Linked DNA regions of Mus musculus: region 1 is linked to region 2. The links are chromatin contacts, called in public Hi-C maps. All regions are on one chromosome and are shown on one strand. Each heading gives the region's core, a stretch centred on a gene start, on an enhancer-like site or on the middle of the called end of the contact. The rest is flanking DNA. Distances are from core to core; before and after follow the strand shown. Region 1 overlaps Cpne5 (copine V). Region 2 holds the start of Tmem217 (transmembrane protein 217).

Region 1 (6,259 bases), core at 3,509-6,008, 380 kb after region 2:
TGGGAATGAGGGGCTGGGTTCCATGCCGGTTGGTCTGCTGTTGTAGTAGCTTAGATCCTTGGAGGTCCTGCAGGACAGTATGCTGAGAGCCCTCCTCTCCCCAACATAGCTGCCAGTAGCCAGCCAGTGCCCACACTCTCCTCAACTACAGAGCTGGGAATGCTCTGAAATGCCCATTATAGGACACTGAGCATTACAGACACCTCCATTCTCTGTGGGAAGCCTTGGGCAAAGCCCAGTAGGAAGACCAGACTGTAGAGGAAGAGACACCCACAGTTCAGCAGAGGCTCACCATAAACACAGAGAATAGACCTAGGTCTGTAGGGACAGCTGCAGCGAGGAGTTCTGAGGCTCAGCAAAGACAAGGCATTGCCTGAGGAGGGCTAGGTCAGGCCTGCCCGAGGGTGACTTCTGCTTGGGAGCTATGGGAGGCAGTTCTCAGTACCCCATGAGGAGGAAATGTGGCTGACAGTTTCTAGGCAGAACAGTAGCATATCTCTCTAAGCACCAATCTGGATCCTTTCCTGTCTCCTACTTGCTGGCTGAAGCAAATCCAGACATATCCTGGCTTAAGGGTGGTCACAGTTGGCATCTCCCGGGCCTGATGTGGACGAGGGTGGCGCTCTTATTATAAAAGGCTCTGTGCCAGTATAGCTGAGCCAAGCCCAAGCCATGGAAGGTTCCCCAGAGCCCACCCTGCCTCTGTTAAACTTTACCGCCACCATCCCTATCCCTTCCATCCAGGTCAGCTCCACCATGCCTCTAACCCACTCTGCCTCCTCCTCTCCTAGCGGTTCCTTACAAACCTCTTTCACCTGAGAGTTTTCTCTTCTCTGGCAACTTGGGACACCCGCCAGGTGCCACAGGGTCCAATGAATAAGTTACCATCCCCAGAAGAACTCAGTCGACACAGTGTGGGGCTGCAAGTGTGCTCAGTGGTTAGAGCTCCCGCCTACCATTTGGGAGATCCCGGGTTCCGTCCTGTACTGACAATAGATAAGTTCCCAGCGTTGGCACATGGCTCAGCGGGCAAAGGTGCGTTCAGCACAAGCCAGGCAACCTGAGTTCAACCCTGGGAACCCACAGAGAAGGTGGGCAGAGAGAACGTACTCCGTAAAGTTGTCTTGTGACCTCCATACACACACACACACACACACACACACACACACACACACACACACACACCAATAATTCCCCCTCCACCCAAACCAAAGTGTTTATACATATGAAAGTTTCACAATGAAATCCATTACTTTGTATGGCTTTAAAAAAAATCAAAATAAACAAAAGCTACCGTGGGCTCACAACAGGGCATGGCCCCAGGGACACCTGGACAGCTAACTGGATGTCCCAGCTAGAGCTACAGTGCTAAGCACTGTGTTCTAGCAAGGACTCAGGCCTGTTGGGAGTGCTGTTTATGCAAGTTCTTCCTGTGTTTAATATAGACACAGTCTGGAAAAAGACCCCTGCCACCTGGCTCTCCTTGCCTGTTTAGGAAGTATTAGTGGGAGACCTGGGTATGTGGCTTGGAGGCAGAGCCCTGGTATAATGTGTTCAAGTCCCGGCGTTCCATTTCAGCACCAAAGGAAGGTTGGAAAAGATCCAACTGTAGTTTCATGTGCCTATCTATATGAGACTCTTTGGGAGTTTGAGGTAGGAGGATTGGAGTTTGAGGCCAACCTGGGCAACACAATGGGGAGCTATCTCAGAAAGAAAAAGTTAATAAGAAAGGCATATGGTGGTCACGTCTATCATCCCAGCGCTCCGGAAGCAGAGGCAGAAGGTACAGGAGTTCAAGGCCACCCTTGCCGACACAAGTTCACGACTAAGCTGGGATGCACAAGACAGTGTCTCCGAAAGCCCAAAATATTAATAAAAATAAAATAAACAGCACTCGGGAGGCAGAGGCAGGCGGATTTCTGAGTTCGAGGCCAGCCTGGTCTACAAAGTGAGTTCCAGGACAGCCAGGGCTATACAGAGAAACCCTGTCTCGAAAAACCAAAAAAAAAAAAAAAAACAAACAAACAATTTTTTTAAATGTTATTGAGCTGGGTACAGTGGATGAACCTTTAATCCCAGCACTCAGGAGGCATTGGCAAGTGGAGTTCTAGGCCAGCCTGGTCTACATTAGAATGTTTCAGGACAGCCAGGGCTACGTAGTGAGGCCCTGTTTGGGGAAACTGTCTCAGCAGTGCGGAGCTAATGAATACCTTTAAGCCAGTCACTTGAATTTGACAATTGTTAAATTTTACTGTATCACCTTATCTATATTTTACTAATGCAATTTAAAGGAGATTCCACGGTGGCATTTACCCCTAAATATTTCATTAGAAATGTCTAAAAAAATAAGCACATTTCTGCCACGTAACTCTCAATGCAGTTATCCCACCTGACATTGAACAGTACTTGACTGTCATCCAGAGTCGTTCCCTCTGCAGAGATTGTCCCCAGATGCCTTCTCTTGCTCATTTAAATGAGAATCCAAGCAGACCTGTGGCTCCTTCCTCTGGGACTCCGAATTCTGTCAAGTAGCCTGGCTTTCTTGGTCCACGGCTCCCTTCCCATACTCTGTGACTTGGGGTGGAGGCCCTGGCAGAATGGGGGCGGGGCAGGTCTGGGAGAGGCTGTAGTGGGCGACATCGACATCCATCGGTACCCTGGGCCTCCAGCCTCAGCAGCATCTTCTCTTGCAGCCATGACTTCATTGGGGAGTTCACCACCAGCTACCGGGAGCTGGCACGTGGCCAGAGTCAGTTCAACATCTATGAGGTAAGATGCTCCAGGGGTGGGGTCTCTCCTCATGGGGGTGCTGGGTCAGCAAGGACCCAGGAGCTCTGAGAGGGGTTGGGGCCAGGGATTTCCGGATTGTCTCACAAGGTGGGTTTCATGTTTCCATTTCACAGATCTCCCCACACACCTCATACACCACACACCCAACCATACACCATACCCCCACACAAACACACAGCGCTAAGTCATCTGACTTCCAAGTTCTTGAGTTCCACCCCTTGCAGAACACTTCTGATAGGTCCTTAAGAAAGTCCTGGGTGCGGGCTGGCGAGATGGCTCAGCGGGTAAGAGCACTGACTGCTCTTCTGAAGGTCCTGAGTTCAAATCCCAGCCCCCACAGGGTGGCTCACAACCATCCGTAATGAGATCTGACGCCCACTTCTGGTGTATAATAATGTATAATAATAAATAAATCTTTGGGCCAGAGAAAGCAGGAACTGAACCAGCAGGCCTGACTGGAGCAAGAGGGGTTGACTTGGAGCGAGCAGAGGTCCTAAAATTCAATTCCCAACAACCACATGAAGGCTCACAACCATCTGTACAGCTCTGTATAGCTACAGTGTACTCACATACATAAAAATAAATAAATAAATTTTTATAAAAGTAATTTAATAGCCACTCCCCTCCCCCACACACACACCACCATTCCCCGGCCCTACACACACACCTCCAACACACACCACAGGAAGAGCACCAGGAAGGAAGGGAAAGATGTCTAACAAGCCAAGACCTGAGGTCCCAACTCCAGAGTGGCCCCACGTCTTCAGACAAAGCTTGTGGTCCTCTGGAGGAGTAGCCAGTGCTCTTAACCACTGAACTATCTTTCCGACCTTCATAGTGGTTTTGGGGAAGGAGTCCCCTAGCCCAGGCAAGGCAGACTGTACCTTTCTTTGGGAAGTGGGTGGAGCAGTTATCTCTCTTGGGGTTTGGCTTCCAGTGGCTGTGAAGTCTTGGGTGAAATGGAAATCGGAAGCTGCACAGATGGGGCGGCCGGTTTCCTTCCGTTTCCTCAGACAGCCTCTTTGCAATCAACAAGATACGAGCTGCCTGAGCCAGGGGAAAACCACCTCCGTTTCTGGCGCCCCGCCCCCACCCCCGGGGGGGCAGCTTTGGACCCAAGGGGTGTCACCAGGAGGCCAAGTGGGCCCAGGAAGCCCTTGCTAGAGTCAGGAGTGTGAAAAAGGTCCTCACCAGTCAACACCCCACCTCCAACCCTGAAGCCACCCTGGCGGGACACACTTTTAAAGCAGCTGTTCCTGGGACCCAGCCTCTGCTAAAGAATCACTCAGACGCTGAGCCTCTTCAAGTCCTACTGTCCTTCTGACAGCCCCAGACAAGCCTCCAGTCTCCAACCCCTCCAGTGATCCCCAACAGCACACCCCCCCCCCACCTCCTGAGCTCCCACCATCCTCTGCAGGGTGTGGGGCTTTGCAATAGGATTCTAGTCTCTTCTAACCTCCACAGTGACCAGAATGCTCTGGGTGTGGCTCCGTGTTGCCTTGAAATGAACTTCACCCCACACCCCCACTCTCTAATGTTAAGGCAGATCTCCACTTAAGCTGGCACTGAGTATTAACCTGACCCCATTGTCACCACACCTGAGCCCCACGGGCCTACAGAGGGGAGTGTGCTCCTTCTGTGAAGAGAGGCACGGCTCATGTCTGTCTGGGCCCCGAGCACTGAAGCTGCTGCCTCCCCAAGGACTCTACTGAGTCAATATGGTCCCACTTCTGATCAATATGGTCCCCAGAGGCTTTCTCAAATGTCCCCTCAAGGAAGTCATCACCTTTGCAAGTCTCTACAGGCACACTCTTCTTCCCGAGGTTGTGCCTGGGGCCTTTCCATGACCATGAGACCCTCAGAGGTGGGCCGGTTCATTCTGCATTCCCAGCAGCCTGGTGCACAGGAAACCAGATTTCAGACATGGGGAAAGGTAGCCGCCTAGTGGAGCGGGCCAGTTCCTTGTAGCGTCCCTAGGGGGTGCTGTGGCCCTGTGTGAAGCCTGACAGTCACTTGTAGCTAGAGAGGCTAGGATGAGGGAGGTTCTAGGAAATCCCAGGAGAGCTCAGAGCAGACAGGGTGCTAACTCACTGTCCACTTCGCTCAGATCTGACGCCAACGGTTGCTTTAACATAAAAAAAAAAAAAAAAGAGTAGGTTCAGAGAGCGGAAGTGTGACTGACTACACGTTAATTTAAAGATAATGCCAAAGGCTTCAAAGAAATGTGTCAGGCACGGTTGTGTGTATCTGTGGTCCCCACCACTCAGAAAGCAGAAGCAGGGGAATGTGACCTCAAGGCCAGCCTAGACTACACGGTGAGACCCCTGTCTCAACAATAGAAAGCAAACCAAAATGAGTCTAAGAGGTACTATAAAGAAATCTACACCCCTAAACCGTGTTCTGCTCGCTCCACTCTGCTGCAGGGAACCGTGAAGCAGGGGTCGGAGGTACATTTTGTTCCAAACCCCGAATAAGCTCAGCTGGGTAAACATTAATGTTGAGTCTGCAACTCTGCCCTTCTGCCTGGCAGCCAGGTGGTATTAGAGAAGGCTGCCCCATGGCTAGAGAGGCACTTCTAGGATGTTCAGCATCTCAGACCCAGCCTCAGTCCCCACCTGAGCATGATGCCAGCCCTCCCATTTGAACTTGTCACTCATCCATCACGGGTGACAGCTCTGTACGTATGCACCGCTGGCCTGGAGACAGGTTTCTCTTCCTGTGTCTACCCAGATGGCTGTGTGACTTAAGCAAATCGCCTGGCATCTCTGTGTCCTGGTTCCCTTCGTCTCTGAAGTGGGCATCAATCCTTGTTAGACCGAAGAAACTGCAGTTAAAGACATAGGGAGGGAAGACAGGAAGCTGGTGGCGCACGCCTTTAATCCTAGCACTTGAGAGGCAGAGGCAGATGGTGGATCTCCGAGTTCAAGGCCAGCCTGGTCTACAGAGCAAGTTCCAGGCCAGCCAGAGCTATGTAGGGAATGCCGTCTTGAAAAAACAACAAATAAAAAGACATAGGAAAGATCCCCAAGAGAGGCACGTGGGATATGCCATGTGGGAGAGGGGATAAGAGTTTGAGAACAGCCTGGCTCTGTTGATTGCACACCAGAGAAAGCCCAGATCTCTCGTGTTGAGCCTGGGAACAGAGAGCTCCGTGCAGCATGGCTCACCAGGACAAGGTGGCCCTCCTCCCAGCCCCAGGGCTTCTCCAACACCAGTAACCACAACTACAGCTGGGTCACTGCTCTGAGGCAGCGTCTTGACCTCCCACCCGCTCCCCGAGTGGTGACAACCACCTACAGACTTTACTAGATGTCAGGGGTGAAGGGTGTCACCCACTGTTGTCACTAGTGGGGGGACAGAGACATCCTGAGTCTTTACAGAGCCTACTGTGCGGAGCCTTGTCATGGGACGAGCAGGTTTGGTTTGGAAGCTTCCTACTGTGGGTCAGGGTGGCCCAGAGCCAGGCTCA
Region 2 (7,067 bases), core at 4,300-6,799:
GTGTGTGTGTGTGTGTGTGTGTGTGTGTGTGTTGTGCACGAGCACCTAACAGACATATGGAGGCCAGAAGACACCTTGGGAAGTCAGTTTTCTCCGTCCACTGTGCAAGTCCTGGGGACTGAACTCGGGTCTTCAGGCTTGGCGGTGGGTGCCTTTGCCCACTAGCCTCTTCACCTGGAAGTGGCCCCTCCTCCCTCTCCCAACTCCTCCCAGCCAATGATCTGCAGTCTCAGGGATCTGACAACTGTTCTTCCCTACTCCCTGCCCCAGATCAGCCCTCACTACCATGCTCAGTGTGAATACAGTGGCCACCTAGCTTGCCCCCCAACACCTGTCCTCGCAAAACTCGGGAGGGGGGGTGCGTTGGGGGGTTAGTGCTGCAAGGTCTGGCTGTGTATGACACAGCTGAGAAAGGTATTTGTCCCACTATCTAGCCACCTTCCTGACACTGAGTGGATAAAAGCGGTGGGGGTGTGAATGTCCTATAGCCACTGAAGACAGAGAACCAAGTCACCCACTTTCCCAGGCTGGGCTAGAATGGGTTTTCCTGATGCTGGGACTGACCCTTGACCTCAAGGTCTCAGAGGAGAGTGCTACCACTGAGCTACACCCCCCCACACCCTCTTTTTAGTTTTTTGTTTTGTTTTGTGTTTTGAGATAAGTCATCTAGTTAGAAAGTGTCAGATCTGGAATTTTAACCCAGGCAAGCAGGTTACTGAGCCTGCACTGTGTACATAGGTCTATTTTGTAACAATGATGAATGCTGCCCTATCTGCCTATACATCAATACAGTAGTGACCTAGGCTGGGTGTGCTGGCATAGACCTTTAACCCCAAAGTCCAGAGGCAGAGGCAGTGGATCTCAGTGACTTTTATTGTTTTGGGTTTGGCTTTGTTTTGATTTGATGTCTCTTTTTTCTTTTTTAAAGATTTATTTATTATTATATGTAAGTACACTGTAGCTGTCTTCAGACACTTTTTCTTCTCTCTCTGGCCCCCGTTGCTGATTTGTTTTTCAAGTCAGTGTTTCTCTGTGTAGCTCTGGCTGTCCTGGAGCTTGCACACATAGCCCTTTGTGAACTTTTGTTTGTTTGTTTGTTTTTATTTTTCAAGATAGGATTACTCTGTGTTGCCCTGGCTGCTCTAAAATTCACTCTGTAGACAAGGCTGGCCTCCAACTCACATAGTTCTGTCTGCCTCTGCTCCCCACCCTGCCCCCCAGGGTTGGGATTAAAAGAGTGTTCCACCTTTTTGGCTCTCAGTGAATTTAAGGCCATCCTGGTCTACACAGTGAGTCCCAGGCTAACCAGAATATATCATAAGACACTGTCTAAAAATAAATATTTTTCAGAAATGTCTTGAAATGAGGGGCAGGACAGATGGTTCAGGGGTTAAGAGCACTGGCTGTTCTTGCAGAAGACCTTTGTTCAGTTCTCAGCAGCCACATGGTGGCTCTCGATCATCTACAACTTCAGCTCCAAGGAATCTACTGTCCTCTTCTGACTTCTGCAGGCCCTGACACACATGATCCACTTACATAGCTGCAGACTAACAAAACTTTGGCAGAGAGGGGATGATGGCTCCACAGATGAGAGCACATCACTCTTGAAGAGTACCCAAAAGTTTGGTTCCTGGCACCTACCAGACAGATCACAGCCATTCTGGTTCCAGGGGGATCCAAATTGCTTTTATGTCCTCTGCCACCAATACTGGGTGTACACGTGGTATACATACACGCAGGCAAAATGCTTAACACTTAAAATAAATATATGCTGGCCTGGTGGTGCACGCCTTTGATCCCCGCCCTTAGGAGGCAGTGGCAGAGGGATCTCTCTGAGTTTGACACCAGCCTGGTCTTTCAGTGAGTTTTAGGCAAGCTAAGGAAACTTGGTGAGAACCTATCTCAAAAAACAAACTGCAGGGCAGTGGTGATGACTGCATTTAATCCCAGCACTCAGGAGGCACAGGCAAGCTGATGATCTCTGTGAGTTCAAGGCCAGCCTTGGTCTATGTAGTTGAGTTCCTATACAGCCAGGGCTACATAATGAGACTCTGTCTCAAAACAAACAAAACTTAAAGAATGCTTTGTGTTTTTTTTTCTTTTAAAGATTTATTTATTCGTGTATTTCTTTTTAAAGATTTATTTATTTATTATATGTAAGTACATTGTAGCTGTCTTCAGACACTCCAGAAGAGGGAGTCAGATCTTGTTACGGATGGTTGTGAGCCACCATGTGGTTGCTGGGATTTGAACTCTGGACCTTCGGAAGAGCAGTTGGGTGCTCTAACCCACTGAGCCATCTCACCAGCCCCTATTCGTGTATTTTTATGTAGATGGGTGCTCTATCTGCATGTACACCTGCATGACAGAAGAGGATATCAGCTCCATTATGGATGCTTGCGAACTCCTGGCTGCTGGGAATTGAACTCAGGACCTCTGGAAGAGCAGCCAGTGCTCTTAACCACTGAGCCATCTCTTCCGCCCACTTGGGTTATTTTGGTTTTTTGTTTGTTTTTTGTTTTTTGAACTTAGGCTACTCTAACAAGATCTCTACTTGCTGTCGCTAAAGTCACTCTGTCATGATCAAAGAAACTGAAAGTAACCGGTTACAACTTGGACTTTTCTCACCTTTCAAACTGCAAAGAAGAGAAAAGTAGCTCTCTACATCTCTGAGGACCCAGCACATGCTCGGCCATCTCCACACTCAAAAGAGTTCAGACATCAAAGTTCTGTTCTGGAACCAAAGCACCTTCTATGGGAACCAACACCAGCTTCTCCCCACAGCCCCAAGCTGTCTGGGACTCTCTGCCAAGAGTGTACAGGAGACAACACCGCCCTCACCAGGCAAGGTATGGGTCAGGGTTTATGGATCATGGCAACATTTTTATGCCTCTATAATAAAGGAGACAAATAACTAGCTCTGGGGAGCTGAGACACATCCTTTTAAATGTCTGCTTGCTCTAATAACAAGAGGACAATTAATAATGACTATTTATAGAGCAAGTACAGTGTACTAAATAAACACTGTCCTGGGTTCTTTACAAATAGGGCATTTTGGTTAGCCTTCGGGGAATTCTGAGGGAAGAGTTTTTAGTCCCCACTTCATAGGAAACTGAAGCTTAAATAGATTGTGAGTCCTACAGATCAGAGAATCTGAAGGACGATGTCAATGATGATGACGATGACAATGGTAATGATAATAATAATGATAAATGGTGGTGACCTGGACTCCAAGATTCTTGCCTCTGTGGCTCTATGTTTCAAAATGAAAAAGGAAGCCAGAGATTTGAAGAAACTGAAGAATCCTCCTAGCTAGCAAAAGCAATGCTTTTGGGCCATCAAAAAGGCTCAGCAGATAACGATGCTTGCGGCTAAGCCTGATGACCTGAGTTCAAGCCCTGAGATCCACGGGGTGGAAGCAGAGAACTGACTCCTGTAAATTGTCCTCTGACCTCTACGTGAGCACTGTGGCATACACACACACATACACACACACACACACACACACACACACACACTGATTAAGTAGATGAATAAATATAATTATTTAAAGTGGTACTTTTAAAAAGTTGACTTCCTGTAGGCCAGTAGAAGAAAAAGACAAAAGGCCATTAATACACCACATCTGGCAGTCCAAAGGCACAAAGACCATCCATCGCCCATTGTCCTCACCCCTGCTTCCTGACGTCACCATTTTCCCAATGATCGTTATCTTAGGATATCAAAATGAAATGACCCCTCCAGAGCAAACTCCCAGAGAAGAGCAGTCCACGCAGCTGGAGAGCTCACTCAAGCAGGAAGGAAAAGAAATCTGTGGCAGGAAGCGGAGCTTATCTAAAAACACAGTGTCACTGTTCAATGTGTGAACACCCTAGCCCCACAGCACTTCAACCCAAAGCTAGCTTTGCCTCCCCTGCTATTATATTAGCACACATTGCTAAAACCTGGTCCCTCAACTTTCTCCACGTGTGTAATGACAGCTCAGAAAAGTTACACAGCCAATGCTGACTCTCAGTTTCTCTTTCGCTTGAAGAAGGGGGCGAGGGCTGTGTGTAACTCAGTGGCAGAGTGTCTTCAACAGTGTGAAGAGAGAACGGAAGAGGGGGAGAAAGAGGAGAGGGAGGGGGAGGGGAAGAGAAGGAGGAGAGAGAATGGGAAAGAGGGGAGAGAGAGAGGGAAAGGAGGAAGGGAAGAGTGCGAGGTCACAGGTCAAAGGACTACACCTGAACAAAAAAAGACTTAACAGGAAAATCACTAAGGATAGAACTCATGAGGGCGGTGACCAGACACAAACTCTTAACACCAAGCAGCCTGTGGCTGGCAGAAATCTTAAATTCAGTAGTGAAACACATAGGGCTTTCATTTTTCAGGACATCACCCAAAACAAACGGAACCAGTAAACCAAAAGGCAGCCTGACTGAGAGACAATTGCTCAGTGTCAACATACACTAACAAGAGAAAGAAACACTAAGGGAATAAGTTGCTTGAAAGGTCTGCTCTCCAACAAAACAAGAATAAAAGAACTTAATGCATCCACACTGAAAAATCATCACTTCTCCGGGATGCCAGAAGGAATAACTTATTCTCCACCCTGCGGCCACCCTGTAATAATTTCTCAAAAGAAAGGACCAACTCAAGACAGAGTAAGGTCAGGCTTGAGAATTCCCCCTCCCCTGTCTTGCTCATACCCCTGCAGGCCTGGCCCAGGCTCTCCTATCAGAACCCCTTTGGGAGTCCAAGGGAAGACAGGAATGTGATGATGGGCTGGGAACCAAGGCCATGGGGCCACCAACCCTCATGCAAGCAGCCACCCATGCTGTTGGAGACCCCTAAGGAGTTCTGTAGAAAGTCGGAAGCGGTCTGCAGGTGGCCCTCCACGGCTACGCTGACAATGGCAACTCGCCCAACTCCACTGCCCCTCACACTGGTCCCCTGACACCTCCCAGCTGAGGTTCCCCGCCCCCAGACCCCAGTCTGCACCCCACACCCAAGCTGGCCAGGCTCCTCTGATTGACAGCTGCTCCAGCCTGGGCTACTCCGACACCAGCCCTCCGGCCTCGGGGGTACCCCAAGACGGAGGGATTCAGGGACCAGGATCTGGAAGGCTTTGGGTCCAATCCCCACTCCCCTCAGCGTCCTGGGCTCACCTCCCCGGTAGCTTGGCGCTCCTCTTCCAGAACTGCTTGCTGTTCTCGGCGGCCATCTCTCCGGCCCGGGGGAAGGCCTGGTCGGTGGGTCACGGGGGGGCCCCGCGACAGGCCCCCGGGACCCCGCAATCTGAGGGCCAGCCCAGGCCGCTTCCCCGCCGCCGGTCACCCGCTCCCAGCTCCTGGGGGCGCCATCTTGGATGTGGGCACTCCCCCCGCCCAACACCGTTGCCATTGGTGGGCTGAGCAGGCCGGTGGGCGGATGGACCAATGAGGATCCCGGATCCTGCGGGCCGCTGAAGGCCCGCGGCAACGTCAGGGGCTGGGCACACAGGTGGGCCGGGGAGGCGGGGCTTAGATGGGCAGGAAGGCGGGGCTGAAAGTTCCTACTCCCCGGAGGCAGAGAACCAGGTACTGCGAGGAAGAAGTAGATGGGACTGTTGCCTTTGATGGGCTGAGGTTCTGGGGTTGTCTTGGTGGAGAGGGGTAAGGAGAAACCATAACATTTGTATACATTAGTCTTTAAAGGAAGGCCTCATGTAATAATGAACATTTTTTAATGTCCCTCACCTCAATGGCACCCAGGGTGGTTACCCCCCCACCCCCCCACCCCCGCCTTGTTCCCTTATGGTCCTAGTTTCGCAGAGGACAGTTCCGGCCATACCCCAGTGCGGGTAACTGTTGTATGAGTAGCAGTTGATTTATCAGACTCCCCCTTTCTTCCGCTAACTGAACTTCGTGATGTAATCCCTTCTTCGGGTCTGACTCTTTCTGGTTATGAGGATCCAGATACTGAGAAGTCATGCTTAGGAAATACTAATTTATCCTCCAAGTAGCATTTTCTCTAGGGACGTTGTTCATCCCCATGGCAACAATCAGGAAGATGAAGGATGTACCCCCAATATCCTCAACTCCTTTATTAACTGGCTATAAATCTTCCATCTATAGATTCATTTTTCAATCTAATTTTGACTCAAAATGAGATCTAATTTTAGCATGTTGTCTCCTTTGGGTGTCATGTTAATGACTACCTCTCTTTTTTGAGTGTGTTCTGGGACATTTGGGGGAAGATGGAGGGTACTTCCTTTTTCTACTCCGAAGAAATGTTTGTTCAGACAAGGAACTGTGGATATGTGCGAGCTACTGCTCAATCCATCTCTGTACTAACACCCTAGGGTTTCTAAATATTGAAAAATACATTACATTTATTCAGTGTGTGTGTGTGTGTGAGAGAGAGAGAGAGAGGAGAGAGAGAGAGAGAGAGAGAGAGAGAGAGAGAGAGAGAGAGGTCAAAGGAGAACTTCAGTTTTCTCTTCTCACCGAACTCAGGTCGTCAAGACTGGCTGTAAGCCCCTATACCCATTGAGCCATCTTGCTGGCCCAACATACTGGCAAATTCTCAAGGCTCCTTCTTTTCCCACCTAAAGAAACACCTTCTATATGTCCCTCAGTGATTTCTTTTTACATAGACATTACTCCCAGTTTTCAGGCTTCTTTTGCTTGCTAATGTTAAAAGACTAGGACTGTAGACCTGAACAGGTGGCCCAGGGGTTAAAAGCATGTGCTGCCCTTTCAGAGGACCTGAGTTCGGTTCCCAAGTACCCACAACAGGTGGCTCATAATGGCCTGAAATTCCAGATCCAAGGGATCAGACACCCTTTTTTGGCTTCTGTGGACATTGCATACATGTTGTTAACACACATACACACACACACCACATACACACACACACCACATACACACACACACCACATACACACACACACACACAAATAAAAGTAAACATGATAGGAGGCTGGGGAGATGGCTCAGAGGTTAAGAGCACTGACTGCTCTTCCAGAGGTCCTGAGTTCAAATCCCAGCAACCACATGGTAGCTCACAACCATCTGTAATTGGATCTGATGCCCTCTTCTGGTGTG

Evidence for each region. Hi-C and Micro-C count contacts between places; a contact is called where the count stands out from the background.
Region 1: a contact with region 2 is called in a Hi-C map of B cells, with 19 read pairs. The contact joins the enhancer-like site here to the promoter of Tmem217 in region 2. A contact is called at or near these places in 2 of 39 promoter capture datasets (embryonic stem cells and erythroid cells), 2 of 484 Hi-C or Micro-C datasets (B cells and memory CD8 T cells), 7 of 115 datasets of contacts at active chromatin or transcription factors (bone marrow-derived macrophages, craniofacial prominence, effector CD8 T cells and 4 more) and 2 of 9 other capture datasets (adipose tissue and liver).

What each region holds. Positions count from the first base shown.
Region 1 is chr17:29,169,835-29,176,093 of GRCm38.p6, reverse strand. Cpne5 (copine V) reads left to right here. Exons shown (of 21, transcript NM_153166.2): 12 at 2,694-2,769. Among named protein-coding and RNA genes, the nearest start is that of Rab44, 59 kb to the right of the region's middle. Within about 2 kb of position 4,758, at least 104 of the 459 cell types and tissues checked have an H3K27ac peak or open chromatin away from gene starts, as enhancers often do. A contact at or near this core is called in B cells, bone marrow-derived macrophages, effector CD8 T cells and 5 more, where this site is marked.
Region 2 is chr17:29,548,075-29,555,141 of GRCm38.p6, reverse strand. Tmem217 (transmembrane protein 217) reads left to right here and starts at 5,549. Exons shown (of 3, transcript NM_001162901.1): 1 at 5,549-5,633. It overlaps Tbc1d22b (TBC1 domain family, member 22B), which reads right to left and starts at 5,340. Exons shown (of 13, transcript NM_198647.1): 1 at 5,148-5,340. The coding sequence starts at 5,203.